Regions from separate parts of the Mus musculus genome. Here region 2 is linked to region 1. Evidence: chromatin contacts called from public promoter capture Hi-C data. All regions are on one chromosome and are shown on one strand. The core of a region is the stretch at or near the end of the contact, and the rest is flanking DNA. Distances in the headings are between cores, read along the strand shown.

Evidence for each region. Promoter capture Hi-C pulls out the DNA fragments that hold promoters and counts their contacts.
Region 2: a contact with region 1 is called in a promoter capture Hi-C map of pre-B cells, with 2.7 times the contacts expected there. The contact joins the promoter of Ctrcos here to the promoter of Hspb7 in region 1. A contact is called at or near these places in 14 of 39 promoter capture datasets (the 3T3-L1 cell line, 3T3-L1-derived adipocytes, the C10 cell line and 8 more) and 2 of 484 Hi-C or Micro-C datasets (B cells and liver).

Annotation. Positions count from the first base shown.
Region 1 is chr4:141,415,996-141,423,603 of GRCm38.p6, reverse strand. It overlaps Hspb7 (heat shock protein family, member 7 (cardiovascular)), which reads right to left and starts at 2,825. Exons shown (of 3, transcript NM_013868.4): 1 at 1,624-2,825; 2 at 970-1,103. The coding sequence starts at 1,819. It also overlaps a transcript of Clcnkb not described here.
Region 2 is chr4:141,840,827-141,848,434 of GRCm38.p6, reverse strand. Ctrcos (chymotrypsin C (caldecrin), opposite strand) reads right to left here and starts at 4,114. Exons shown (of 3, transcript NR_040641.1): 1 at 4,082-4,114; 2 at 1,878-1,933; 3 at 1,445-1,677. It overlaps Gm35034 (a long non-coding RNA gene), which reads right to left and starts at 16. Exons shown (of 3, transcript XR_003955163.1): 1 at 1-16. It also overlaps the pseudogene Ctrc.

The DNA of each region.
Region 1 (7,608 bases), core at 1,576-4,075:
TGACTGGAAGTCTGAGATTCTTGAGCCATAGTGGGGAGATGACACAGCTGTGCCCTCTGGCTCCCCAGGCACCCTGAGTGTCCACATCAGGGCCCCTGCCCTCCCCCACGAGCAGCCCAGCACATAGTGTTCAGTGGAGCTGGCTGGCTGAGTCACTCTTGGGATGTGGGGCTGGCACGTGCGGCCAGTGGCGCAGTCCTCGAACCCCTGGCAGGGTTTCCCAGTGTCCAGCCTGAGTTAGGAGAGCTAGCCAGGCTTGGGGGTGGCAGGAAGGTGTTGATAAATATCCTCTAAGAATATTTAAGAATATCCTTAAGCACAGGCTTAAGAGCTGGGATAGCTGCTGGCCGTGCTCCTCTGATGATCTAGGTACCCTGAGACTCCGGGTAAGGTACATGAGGTGGAGGGTGGTTGTGACTCAGCTTCAGGGCTTTCTGCTCAGCCTCAGTCCCAGTATGGAGGTGCCACGACAGGACCCAGACTTTTGGCTCTGGGATGAAGGCGAGGTAGAGATGTGGTAGGAATGGACCGTGTTGCCCAGGTTGGGTGTGTCATTGCCACCTCCTCTACCCTGTGCCAGGGAGCTGTCCCTCCTGCACCGTGGTCACTTTCCACCATGGTGACTGTCCTCATCTCCTCACCCCCCTTACATCTCCATCACTCAGGTTCCTCTCTGACCTCATCCCAGGATCCCTTGCCCATCCCTAGAGGGTCCTCAGGTGCCATGGCATGGTCCCCAAAGACAGGTTCTGTGACCCTTAGGTTGGAGAGGGACTGTAAAGGTCCCTGGCCCGTGAGCCCACTGGGAAAGGGCTGTAGTTTACCCTGGGTACAGACAGGGAAGGAACATAAATCAGGGTACGAAGCCTACAAAGATAGGGGGAAAGTAGGGCCCAGAGACCAGGCTAGACCAGGCAGAGTGCAGGAGCAAAGGTGGGGACCCTGGGGCGGGCCAGGGGCCAGACTCACCTTCTCAGCCCGCACCTCGATGTGGTTGTTGAAGGTGGTGACAATGATGTCTTCAGGGGAGAAGTCTCTCATGTCCACTGTAAACTCGTAGGCATCCCCGAGGGTCTTGATGTTTCCTTGGCCCCCGGGACGGGCTGTGGGCAAGGCTGCTATATAAGCTGGGCACCAGGCAAGCCGGAGCCTCAGACCCTCAGGGTCTCTGCTCTTCTCTTGGGGAAATGAGTGACTCTCCCAGACAACAGCCCCTCGCCTCACTTTTGCAGCCTACCTTGTCCCCGAGGGATGGAGTGAGGTGAGCCTCACGCACCTCAATCTGTGTCTACGCAGACAAGTTCCCCCTTTAGCAATTTGACCTGGAAGCTCTGAAGGGCCAGCCGCCCCTCAGTCCCAGCGCCAGCCCTCCAGGGCTCCCGCTATGACACTGGCCATATGAGACTATTTGATTCACATCTCACCCCTAGGGTCCCAGGTAGCCCACCTATATCGTAGCCACATCTGTCTTGGTGGCCAGGTCTACCTTGACAGCCACATATGGCTGTGACCCATGCGGCACCTATGTCTGGCAGGTGGGTGGCCACAGCATGCTCGGCGATGGCCTGGAGCAGATGTCCCCCACCTGTGGCCCTCCCCTCCCCTCAGAGCCCCAGCACTTGCCTGGGAAGGCCAGGGGCTCCGAGTGGGGCAGCATAAAACTGCCAAAGTCGTCTGAAAACATGCTCAAAGCCTTCTCCATGGGTGGGTCCTGGGCTGGAAGGGCACGGGAGGCCGAAGAAGAAGAGGAGGAGGAGGAGGAGGAAGAGGAACGGAAGCTTCTCTCCGCTCTGAAGGCGGAGGAGGTCCGATGGCTCATCCACAGGCAGCGGGGGTCCCTGTCCAGACGGGCAGGGGCTGGGCTGGAGAAACGAGTGGGTCCAGGCCTCCACGGAAGCGTGCCGGGGCCCCTGACTGCCAGCGCTTTATAAGGCCCAACTGTCCCTGGGCTCGAGGCCAGCCCCTTGTCTGCTGGCTAAATTTAGGCCTCTTCATTGCCCAGAGGGGCCTGGAAATCTTCTTGGGAGAAACGGCTCTGCTGACAGCCCGACACAGGAGGGCAGGGTTGCAAGGCTGAGCTCACCACCTGGCACTGTTAGTCCAGAGCTCCAGCCCCAAGGACCTCTGTACCTGCCAGGGCAGGGGGTGGGTCCTGCCCTGTGCCTGTCCCCAGGACTTCGTGGTTTGTTGGTCCCCTCGATAGCCTGGGACCCTCCTCTCCTCTTGTACTGTGCCCCCCAGGGCCTGTGCCTCCCTTATTAGACTCCTGAGGAGAGAGTATATACATGCAGGTACCCCGAGGGATTCCGAGGCGCTCCAGGTCCAGCTATCTCTTAGGGAAGGCTGAGAAAGCCCAGGGAGGGGAGATAGAACGTGTGGGTGACCCCTGTCATCTGCCACAGGGACTGGTGATTCTTCACCTTATCCCCACTCCCAGGACCATAAGAGGCAGAGGAAAAGAGAGCTGGCGGCTGGAGTTGAGGCTGTGGGGGTGGGGTTGGGCCCAGCTTCAGGGAAAGAGCAGATAACACGAAAGGTCTAAGGGGCAAAGTTGCTGGGAACAGTCTGCTCGCTCTACCTCAGGCTCAGAGTTGGTGTCTGCCCAAGCGTCCTAGTCACATGATTTCACATCCAGGTAAGGTCGACCGCTGACAGGTGCCTTAGCTCCGGCTTCCACGATGTCTCTGGCCACTGCTGTCTCTTCCCAGCAGAGCCCTCTTTGATCTTAACACAACTCAAAAAGAGGAGCTTTGAGGCCAGTTTCCAGACCAGGAAATACAGCCTCCTAGGAGGGGTGGGCTGAACCTAAGTACGTTGGAATGGCTGGGATTCCATCCAGATGTGCTAGACCCCTGTGTCCGAGAATCTCCTCTTTTTCCGTTGACTTTTGAGTAGAATCCCGGATTCTGATGCTGGGCAGGAGGCAGAAGCCTAGGGAAGCGCTCAGCCCATGCCTTAATTTTGGAGTACACTTCTCCAGATCTTCACCTCCCCATATAACCACCTCCTCTCGCTCTCCCATGGAAGCCTCTGCTTTCTCCAGCCCACACAGGGCTCCTTCTGTTCAGAGTCCCCCAACACCTGGCAGAGTGACAGTTTTTGTGAGTTCTGAGACCTCTCTGTGGTTTCCCCTAGTCCCTAATCCTGAGGAGGTTCACCTGTCTTTCCCCATCAACCTGCGAGTTCCTGAAGGTGTGGGGACCGCCCTTCTTGTCTTTGGCTCCAGCTGCATCCCCAGTGATTTGTGAAGTGAGAACAGGACTGGACACAGCTGGGGGCCAGAATAATGGCTGGAGATAGAGGGCTCTGTCAACCCCCAGATTCCTACTGCAACTTTAGTTTGTGTTGCCAGTCCCAGCTGAAGTGTGTCTGGCAAGGCTTCAGAGGCTCACCGGTACTGAGGTGAGACAGACAGAGGTGGGGGGCCCCCTGGAGAAGCCCGCCAGGGACACAAGAGCCACCAGCTAAAAGCAGACACGCTGTCACTGTCACGGTGCTGAGGGCCTGAGTCACTGCCGCTGGGTGTCAGCTCGCTTTACTCCCCCACGCCCGCCCACCATCCCCCCTCCTTTCCCCACACTCCTGAGCAGTCATCCACATAAATATTGAGTGCTGGCTTCAGTGGCCAGGCAGGACCTCGAAAGGTCACCAAGGTCATTCTCCTGACACCAGACATGCTTCTCTGCCAGATCCCAGAGACGAGAGGAGTTTCAGAGCCGATCTGGTCCATAGTTGGGTGTGGTGGGACATGCCTGTTGCCCCTGGAGGATCGGGAGTTCAAGGTCAGCCTCGGCTTCATAGGAAGCTGGAGGTCATTATTCCTGAAACCCTGTTTGAAAAACACCCAAAACAATAGCCTCTCCAAAGTCCAAGGAGCACCACAGAGAGGGGATGGGAGGATGGAGGGAGGTGTGTGGTGGGGTGCTGTCACCTGCGGATGACATGACCTTGCAAGCATGACTACACAGAAGCCGTGGCTGTCTGCATGGGGCCTGGGGAAAAGAGGAACCTTTGCATAAAAGCGGGGGTGTTAGCAGGAAGGAGCATAGGGGCGGGGCGACAGAGAATCTGGGAGTGCGGTGAAGGCGATCTCAGTGGATCGTACACAAGTATGAGACTGTCAAAAACAAGAACCTCGAGCGGGGCGTGGTGGCGCACGCCTTTAATCCCAGCACTCGGGAGGCAGAGGCAGGCGTATTTCTGAGTTCGAGGCCAGCCTGGTCTACAAGAGTGAGTTCCAGGAGAGCCAGAGCTATACAGAGAAACCCTGTCTCGAAAAACCAAAAACCAAAAACAAAAAACCAAGAACCTCAGGGGCTGAGAGGTAGCTCAGTAGGTAAGAGCACTGGCTGCTCTTCCAGAGGACCAGGGTGTGATTCCCAGCTACGTGGTGGCTCAGGACACTCTGTAACTCCAGATCCAGGCGCTCCAATGCCCTCTTCTGGTTCCACAACGAGCACCAGGCACACATGTGGTGCACAGACATATAGGCAGGCAAGCATTTTTACACACAAATTAGTATACATACATACATACATACTACATACATACATAATACATACTACATACATACATACATACACAATACATACATACATACATACATACATACTCCAAATCAAAATTCCCAAAAAGATGACGGTTCAGTCCCTTACATTTGGGGCATCTTCCTTTCTGGGAGCATTTTCACAAACACAGGTGCTCCCCCCATTCTTTCTGGTGGCTGCAGAGATACCTCAGCATACTTTCTGGTGGCTGCAGAGATACCTCAGCATACTTTCTGGTGGCTGCAGAGATACCTCAGCATACTTTCTGGTGGCTGCAGAGATACCTCAGCATACTGCTTTTGCTGAGGACCTGACTTTGGCTCTCAGCACCCACAACAGCAGCTCATAACCACCTCGAACTCCAGTTCCAAGGCATCCAACACCATCCTCTGACTTCTGTGGGTACTACACTCATTCACCCACACATAGACACACAATTAAAAAGAAAATAAGCGAGTGAGTGTTTTGTCTGCATGTATACTTGGGTACCACATGCATGCTGTGTGCCCATGGAGACCAGAAGAGGATATTGGATCCCCTGGAACTGGAGTTATGGATGGTTGTAAGTGGGGGGCTGGAAATCGAACAGGGGTCCTCTTCAGGGACAAGTGCTCTTAACTACTGAGCCATCTCTCCAGCCCAAAATAAACCTGGTGATTGGGGGCTGGCAAGATGGCTCAGAAGGTAAGAGCACTGACTGCTCTTCCGAAGGTCCTGAGTTCAAATCCCAGAAACCACATGGTGGCTCACAACCACCCGTAATGAGATCTGATGCCCTCTTCTGGCACATCTGAAGACAGCTACAGTGTACTTGTGTATAATAATAAATAAATCTTTAAAAAATAAGCCTGGTGATTTAATACATACATACATACATACATACATACATACATACATACATACATACATACATACATATATACATACTTACTTCTGAATGGACTTCTGAGGACCAGGAATTCTTTGCCCTCAGCTCCAGCCAGCCTGAAGGCCAGAGTTAGGAATCTGTTTACAGAACACCTCTTGGGTGATGTTTGGGCCTGGGAAACTTAGGTGAATGAGGCAGGCAAGCCATGCCGCAAGACTCATGGGACAGAAGTGACCAAGGACCCGAGTGAGGAAGGAGTTGGTGACAGATCCTCTCTGGCTTCGGAGCTGTCCTAGCCCGGTAGCTGCCTCTGTGGCTCCTGGCACTGAGGCTAGGAGGAAGGCCTTCTTGGGGTAGGGGAATGGCAGGTAGGGTTAGTGCATTTAAGAGGGTGTTACCCTGGCAGTCCTGTCTCAGCTTCCTGGTGCTCCCAGTAGGGTGTGGACATGTGTGGTCAGCTAGTGCTAGCTAGCTGCCCAGTACTGGAGACATGTTTGGGTTGTCAACAGAACAGCTAACCATCTGTTGATAGATGGGTGAGGGGAGGGTGGCCCTGGCTGTGCAGAACAGTAGGCTCCCACCCACTTTGACATCATAGAAAACATAGCCACTCCAATTTTGAAGTGACTGGGGTTAGAGGCAGTTAAGAGTCTTGGATTTTAACCAGTCACTGGAAGAGTGGCAGCTTTGACTGCAGAAGCAGGGGGAGAGGGGAATTTACCCCCCCCCCATTCCTCTTCCTCTTCCTCTTCACCTCCTCCTTCTTGACACAGGGTCACACAGACCAGGTTTCACTCCAATTTGCTCTGTAATGGAAGATGAGCATCAACTTGTAACCCTCCTGCCTCTGCCTCCCAAGAACTGGGGCTTCGGGCATGTGCTCCTCACTGAGCTCAGGCAGTGTCGGGAACCAAACTCAGGGCTTCACGCGTGCTAGCGAGGCACTCTACTAGCCATGCTGCATCACCAGCCCCCATATCTTCTAAAAGTGGCACTGAGTTCACATTCTCTATATTGTGGCCACTGCCCTACTAAAACCTTGGGAGCTCAGAAATGGGACAGAAGACAGACTGGGCCCGAGTTCAGCCTCTGCTGTGACCATCGGTAAGAGATGACATCTCTCTGACCTTCTATCAAGCATCGGCAAAGTGGTGTCATTACTTCAACTCACAGGCATACAGAGGCCATACTGAATGGCAGAACAGTGCTCACATGCGTGTGCACATGTGTGTGGGCACACACACAGACACATGCACACGAACACACAAATGCACACACATAAACATATATATGCACACACACATATACAAACATATTTACACACACACAAACATATACATACACACATACATAGACACATAGGCACACACATATTTACACACACACACACACACACACACACACACACACACACACACCACAGTTTTCTGAGATTTAGATGCTAAAAGTTCATTCATTTCCTTGCCAAGCCCTGGCAGCCTCCAGCCCTTCCAGTTCACCACTCTTGCCTTCCTCTCCACCCCTGAACAAGATGAGACTGTCAATGTGAGCTCAGAGAACAGTGTGCCTACTCTGGTGTCCAGCAAACCAAGGTGGGAGTCCCGGCTCTGGCCCTCAGCAGCTGGGGTCTGAGTGGCAGTGGTTTTGGGTACATGCCACCACTCCAGCTGGCCTCTGTGATCTTGGACAAGAAGCCTTGCAGTTCTGAGATGCTGTTCCTTTGAAACAGGATAATGGACCATCTTCCCTTGGGGCCGTTCTGAGCACTGTGGGTAAGCCAGCAGTGGTGACCCTATTACTATGAACCCAGGTGCCTTCTGTTGAACCCCCCTCTTTCCCTCTCCTCTCCTACTTTGGAACCCGCTTCCATATCGAGCTGAGAGCCTAAACCCCGAGGCTCAGCCATAGCAAAGGACCGTGATTAACCTGAGTGCTCAGCAGCTCCTGTTCCCAGGCTCAGACCCCTGGAGTCCCCAGGGACCTGCAGCATTGGAGCATGCTCCGTAGTCCGCTTGCTTTCTCGTGTGGGACAGCCCCTCCTGACTCCTCAGCAGCTTCCTGGTCAGTCTGTGAGTTCTGGCCAGTTTCTCAAGGACATTCTAAATGGCTTCCTTAACCCCAGGAGGGGAGGGGAGGGTGTTGATTGGTGGAGGGCACACCTGTCCAGGTGTACAGGAGTTACAAACAAAGAAG
Region 2 (7,608 bases), core at 2,865-5,364, 420 kb before region 1:
AATGTCACCAGGCCTGGATGCTTTAAAGTTTGCTGGTCACATGTACCCCTGAAATTAACTCACAATTGTCACTTACAGCCTCTCCAGTGATAACTGCCAAGTAACCTAACCTCACCCTTTGTCAGCTGCCCTGACTCCAATGTTGCCAGGACTCCACACCTTACCTCTATCCCTCTCTTTGTCATGACAAACTGTTTTAAGACCTCCAGGACATGTCCTGTAGAAAACACTAAGTTCCCTATACTGCCAAGGCAACGGCCACCATATTCCCAGAATCCACTTGGCTCACCTCCCACCTTTACCTGTGATTAAGTCAGTCATCACCCATATATAAAGAAAGGCCTCCCTGATAGGTCTCTCTCTCTTCCCCCCTTCTCTTTCCGCCGCCACCTTGCCCCTCTCTCTCCCAATAAACCTCACATGGAACTGTTTGGCCTTGTGTGATTCTTCTGAAGCCGTGTGACATTCAAGATCATAACAACCCTGGCTGACAGAAAGCTTCCTCCTGAACACGGGACATCAGGACATACACATAGCAGGTGTTTAGTGAATCCTGGGGTAATTTATTCATTCGTGTTACACACACACACACACACACACACACACACACATCATGCTAGTGGTGCACACTTAAAACACACATCTATAAGCAAGTAAATCTAGCATCAAGCCCTGGCTGTCAGTCACAGGAAATCCACACTCCCAACCCAGCCCCACCCCTCACAGAGACCCACCAACTGCCTCTAACGGCTTTTGCAGTCTTTATTATCACGACTAGAAAGGAAGGGAACCCACCTCATATCACAGTATAGGCAAAGGCTAAGAGCATCCTCTACCCAGCCACTCTCTGTGCCCGAGCCAGGGATGGAAGTGCCAAAGTGGCTCCGGCCCACCCTACCCGCTGCTCTGGAGAAATGCTCACAGACACACTAACTACACTCAGGCTGGTGCCAAAACCCTGGTACCTTGAGGGGCCCAAGAGAATGCTTTGATTTCTTTAAAATCATTGGGAAGTGGAGTTGGGGAAGTGGCCCAGTGGTTAAAAGTATTTGCTGCTTAAACAGAGGGCCCAGATTTGGTCCCCAGCATCCACGCACCCGCTTACAACCATCTGTAACTCCAGTTCCAGATCTGACCTCTTCTTCGGGCTTCCCAGGGCAGCAGGCTTACATGTAGTGTACAGAGACACAGGTAGGCAAACACGCATACATATAAAGGCATCTTTACATTGACCAAGCCAGCTTAGTCAACAGGGTCCCGAGGGAAGGATTGAAGATTAAAGAAAAAAAAAAAAGACAAGTAGACAACATTATATCATGACCCCAGCCAATGCTGGAGTGGGTTTATTTTTTCCCAGTCTGCTTTGATACCATTCTAGGTACATGCAAAAAAATAGGGTCACTGGTACATTAGGGGCAAAGTAGTCAAGGCATAAACAAAGGTTCCGTGATTGCTATTTATTCAGGGACTTAAGATGATCGAGATACAAAGAACACATCCAGGCTGGAGAGATGACTCAGCGGTTAAGAGCCCTAGTTGCTTGTTCTTCCAGAGGTCCTGAGTTCAATTCCCAGCAACCACATGGTGGCTCACAACCATCCGTCATGGGATCCGATGTCCTCTTTTGGTGTGTCTGAAGACAGCTACAGTGTACTCATAGACATGAAATAAATAAACCTTTCAAAAAAAAACAAAAACAAAAACAAAAACAAAAAAAGAACACATCTTTCAGTTGTATTTATCTTGTGCCCACTTCCTTGTCCCAGTCTAATGTAAATCATTCTTGCCAATGCTCTTGAAGGGGCACCAAGAGCTCTCCACATTACATTGTAAAAGTAATCACAATAAAGTAAAAATCAGTAGAAAAATATACAAACCGAGTCACAACATCTTCAAAGGCAGACGGCAGCCCTGGAGTTCAGTTCCACATGCTCTGACAGAAAAAGGAGGCTGGCTGAATGCACTCCACCTTGGAAACCCCATGCTTCTAGCCAACCACATGGCCTACCCAAATTAAACAGTCATTACCAAGGTTAGGGAAAGGCCTTGTCCGGACAGGTTTGTCCCAGACTTAGCTCAGCATTGGCCCCTGTGGCCTCACCTCCTGTCTCGGATGCCTATAAATGCCCTGCCTGGTCACACCAGCCAGTCCTCAACACCTGAACCATGTTGGGAATTACAGTCCTCGCTGCCATCCTGGCCTGCGGTAAGCTTGGGAGTGGGGACCAGCTGCAGCCAGCTGGTTGTAAGATCAAGCTGGCCTTGGGGGCGTCCTCTGCTCCCCCAAAAGGCACTTTTGGGGTCCTGTGTGGATTCACCCACTGAGCGAGCATCTGTGTGTTGGTTGAGCCTCTTCCAGATTGGTAGGTCCTGGAGAAGGGATGGAGAGCTTCCTCCAGAGTTTGAGGTTTAGTCAGGTGACCCTGAACAAAGCCCACAGTAGGCACTTCACTCTGGGTTCACTCCAGGGAGCCCCAGTCCCACAGAGTTCTTTGCTCTCCCGTTTATTGGTGACATTCTCCCAGATCACAAACTGAGGTTGTGACCGGTGTTTGGTTTGGTTTTGACAAGTGAAAGCTCTTGACTAAGAATCCTAAGGGCTCTCTAGACACAAGAGCAAGCTAGACCCTACATGTACTGGGTCTGTCTCTGTCTCCATTCAACAGCGGGAACTCGGAGGTCCAGTGGAGCTCAGTATCCTGCCAGAAGACCACATACTGCCTAACAGCCAGAATGCCGGCTCCATCGCCTCACCTCAGAGCAGACACTCTTAACTCATCCACACAATGTCCGAGACAGAGACATGATAGTGTGGGACTCTGAGTGGTCCATGTTGAGTGGCCCTCCATCACACACTGCACTGTGACCTACAGAAGATAGCCTTAGTCCCTCAAGAGCACCAGTCACTGCCTGTTGCTCCCACTTCTCCTTCTGTGTGGTTCTTTAAATGTGTCAAGTGGCTTAGTTCTCGGGAGACTCCCTGATTGAGGTCATTCTTCCTGCATCACACACACACACACACACACACACACACACACACACACACACACATGTGGACTCTCCCCAGTCACAAAGTAGAATATGAACCACCAAACAGGAGCTTTCCCATCTCCCCCTACCCAGAGGGCCAGCCTGCTCACCTGCACCTCCCTCTCTCCCCAGCCTCCAGCTGTGGGGACCCCACCTTCCCACCCAACCTGTCAGCCAGAGTGGTAGGAGGAGAGGATGCTGTCCCCAAAGCTGGCCTTGGCAGGTAAGCTTGCTTCGAGGCAGATACAGGGGTGGGAGGGGCAGGGCTGGGCATCCCCGGAGGGCTGACTCAAGGTCCTTCTGCAGGTCTCTCTTCAGTACCTCAGGGATGACACTTGGAGGCACACCTGTGGGGGCAGTCTCATCACCACCAGCCACGTCCTCACTGCTGCCCACTGCATCAAGTGAGTGGGAGCGACACCTGGAGACCAGCGAGGAGCCAACAGTCCAGGCACTGGGCTCTGTTAGCTGCTGTCCTCGGCTGACTCGCCTGTTTGTTAATTCAGTTGACATATCGCTTCTCGGCCTTTTGGCTAAGATCAAGTGTAGTAGTATTCAGTTGGCATATGAACAAGTCGACGTGTAATTTGTCAAACAAAAATGAGGCTGGAAGAAGGGGGAGGGCACAAGGTGGTTCTGGCTCAAGTTAAAAGAAGATAGCCTGGAAGTAGGAGGGAGGGAGGGAGGGATTAAAATCATAAAATAAGGGAACTGGGGGTATAGCTTAGTTGGTGGAGTTCCTTCTTAGCATACACAAAGCCCTGGATACATGTACACACACACACACACACCCTAATGTCACATAAAAACAGGTGTGCTAATACACACCTGTAACCTGGTCACTTGAGAAGTAGAGGAAGGGAGATCAGAGGTTCAGAGGTTGAAGACTATCCTTGGCTATGCATTTGAGGCCAGCCTGGGCTAAAACGAAGAAAGAAGGAAAGAGGCAGGGTAAAGAGGTAAAGAGGGAAGGAGGAAGTGGGGGGGAAAGAAAGAGATGGGAAGAAAGACCAATGGATCTGGGCAAAGACACAAAAGGAAGATCACTCACTGATCTGTGGGATTCCAGGATCAGCCTGAAGTGGGAGACTCTGAGAACTGAGGTGGCCTTCTGGGAGCACAGTGTGAGGATTGGGGGGGGGGGGCGGAAATAGGGGTGGGGGAGGAGTCAGGGCGTGTATGCAAGGACCACAGTATGACTAGAGAGAGACATTGCTGTGGGAAGGGCTTCAGGGTGTGAGTTAGCTCCTCAGCAGGTATGATGGTGCTCACTCGCCTGCCATCTCAGGGCAGGAGGAGCTTGTACTAGGGAGGACAGAGCCAAGCAGGTGTCACTCAGGTGCCTACAGCCACGTGGAAGCCTGAGTTGACAGCGGGCAGCTTGGCCTCTCCTAGTCTGCCAGTCTAGAGCAGCAAGGTAAAGTCCCCACCTGACCGAGACCCTGGCTCTAAGCTGTGGTTCTTCTCCAATCTTGTACAGGGGCTATGGGAACAGACTTCCCCCTTCCCGCAAAGCCCTGCTGTCAGAAGAGGACCAGGCCCCTAAAGCTCTCAGTTCCCTGTTGGCCCTGCCTGAGGCCATTTGACATCTCTCCTTCCCACCTCTAGCACAAACTTGACCTACCGCGTGGGCCTGGGGAAGTATAACCTGACAGTGGAGGATGAGGAAGGCTCCGTGTACGCGGAGGTGGATACCATCTACGTCCATGAGAAGTGGAACCGTCTTCTGCTGTGGTGAGAGCCAGCCCTGGTGCAGCACGGGAGAAGGGTCCCCAAGATGGAGCCACAGAGTCTGGCCCCAGCTCTCGGCATGCCCAGCTGGCAGGAATACAGGATGGCACTCACTCAGACCTTCACACTGACCAAGGATATGGGTGAAGTACACGGGAATCTCTATCCCTGAGGCTCCCACCATGCTGTCCAGAATTCACTCAGCCAGAGGCTGAGCCAAGAGTCACCTATACGGAGTGCTGAGCGCCTGCCCAGATTGCAACAGGCATGTGAGACGCCATCTCTCCTCTAAGTCTCACAACAACCCTAGACAGGGAACTAAAGCTAAGAGAAGTTAAGAAATACACTCCAGCCTGGCAGTGGTGGAGTTGGTGGCATACGCCTTTAATCCCAGCACCTGGGAGGTAGAGGCCTTTCTGAGTTCGAGGCCAGCCTGGTCTACAGAGTGAGTTCCAGGACAGCCAGAGCTACACAGGGAAACCCTGTCGTAGGGTGGGGGAGAAGGAGGAGGAGGAGGAGGAGAAGAGGAGAGAGGAAGGAGAGAGAGAGAGAATCCATGTGGAGCTTGCTGGCACATGCCTTTAATCCCCTTTAAGGCTGGAGGATCTCTGTAAGTTCAAGGCCAGCAGTTTGGTCTGCATGAGTTCCAGGACAGTCAGAGCTATGTAAAGAGACTCTGTCTCTGCCTGGAAAGATGACTCAGTGGTTAAGAACACTGACTGCTCTTCCAGAGGTCCTGAGTTCAATTCCCAGCAACCACATGGTGGCTCACAACCATCTGTAATGGGATCTGGTGCCTTCTGGTGTGTACATCCAGTGTACTCACATACATGAAATACATAAATCTTGAGAGAGAGAGAGAAAAAGAGAGAGAGAGAGATACTGTCTCAAAACAAACAACGCAACAGCCAGATGGTAGGGGTGGTGCACATCTTTAAGCCCAGGACTCAGGAAGCAGAGGCAAGCAGATCTGAGTTCAAGGTCAGAACAGCTAAGACTATCCAAAAACAAACCCCTATCTCAAAAAACTAAAGCTAAAGAGAGAGAGACAGAGAAAGACACAGAGACAGAGAGACAGAAATGTGGTCCACGTCACCACCGGATCACCAATTGTCTCTCTCTCTGGCAGCAGAGAGTAGTTAAATGAACCTGCACAGGCCTTTGTGATCATACTGGGCCGGCTGCAGCTCCTTCCCAGGCCCTTTACAGTGGTCCTGAAGAGCTCACTCTGTTGAGCTCTCATGAACTGGCATAGGGGGAAGAAGTCACATCTTAGGGGACAGATGCACCTACTGGAAGGTCGCTTAGGGCTGGAAAGGTGGCTGCATGGTTAAGAGCACTTGCTGTGTGTCTTAGGGTTTCTGCGGTGGTGGTAAATATGCCGAAAGCAACTTGGCAAGAAAAGGATTTATCTTTTGTTTTTGATTGTCAAAACCTGCCTCTGCTTCCAGAGTGCTGTGATTAAAGGCGTCTGCCATCACTACTCGGCAAGGTTTGTTTTATCGTAGACTTCCAGGTGACAGCCCAGCACTGAGGAAACTGGAACAAGAGCTCGAGCAGGGCAGGAACCTGGAGGCAGGAGCTGATGCAGAGGCCATGGAGGGATGCTGCTTACTGGCTTGCTCCCCACGGCTTACTCACCAGGACCACCAGCCCATCAATCAGACATAGACAGCACACTGTGCAAGCCGGGGGACCCCAGTTCAGATCCCAGCACTCACATGAGAAGCTGTGTGTGGTAACCCCAGTGCTGTGGGAAGGGGAGACTTAAGGATTGCTAGGGATTGCCGGCTGCCAGCCTCAGTCTGGTGAGAGATACTGTCCAGGGAATACCGTGGTGAGGGTTAGACCAGGACATCTGATGTCTTCTGGCCTCTGCACACACACACACACACACACACACACACACACACACACACACACGAGCCATTTGTCATCCAGAGTCCCTCCTGCCCCCAGCTTTGTTACCTAGCTGCTAGCAGATCCCTAGCCACCAAAGCTCGACACCCAGCACTGCCTTCTGTCCACTTTGCATTCTAGGAACGACATCGCCATCATCAAGTTGGCTGAGCCTGTGGAGCTGAGCGACACCATCCAGGTGGCCTGTATCCCAGAGCAAGATTCCTTGCTGCCTGGGGACTATCCCTGCTATGTCACTGGCTGGGGTCGCCTCTGGAGTGAGTACAGCCAGCACAGAGAAATCCCCGAGGCTTCGCGAAGGAGGTGCCACTGTCGATCAGCATGTCTCCCATGTGATAATAACAGCTAGTACTTATTATTTAACCCAGACCACGTGACAAGCATGTCACAAGTGAAGGTGACGGCTGACACAAGGATTAAATAGGCTAGAACAGGGATGGGCTCATTGCCTTAGCCATAGAAATAAGCTAAAAATAAGAGGCAGGCCTGTGATGCAAAACTTGAAAGGTGGAAGTGGAAAATCAAGAGTTCAAGGTTACTTCACAGGGAGGTTAACCTAGGTTACATGAGAACCTGTATCAAAATAATAAACTAACTGTCCCCTTAAGGGTAGGAGGCTAGATCTCATGGCAAACACATGCCCAAAAAGATGCCTGAACCAGATGGTAGAATGGGAATTAGAGCTATTAAGACTTGGAGATAGAGCCGGGCGTGGTGGTGCACGCCTTTAATCCCAGCACTTGGGAGGCAGAGGCAGGCGGATTTCTGAGTTCGAGGCCAGCCTGGTCTACAGAGTGAGTTCCAGGATAGCCAGGGCTACACAGAGAAACCCTGTCTCGAAAAACCAAAAAAAAAAAAAAAAAAAGACTTGGAGATAGCAGAGGTTAGCTCTTAGGACCTCCTGGGGGAGGAAAGTCTTTAGATATG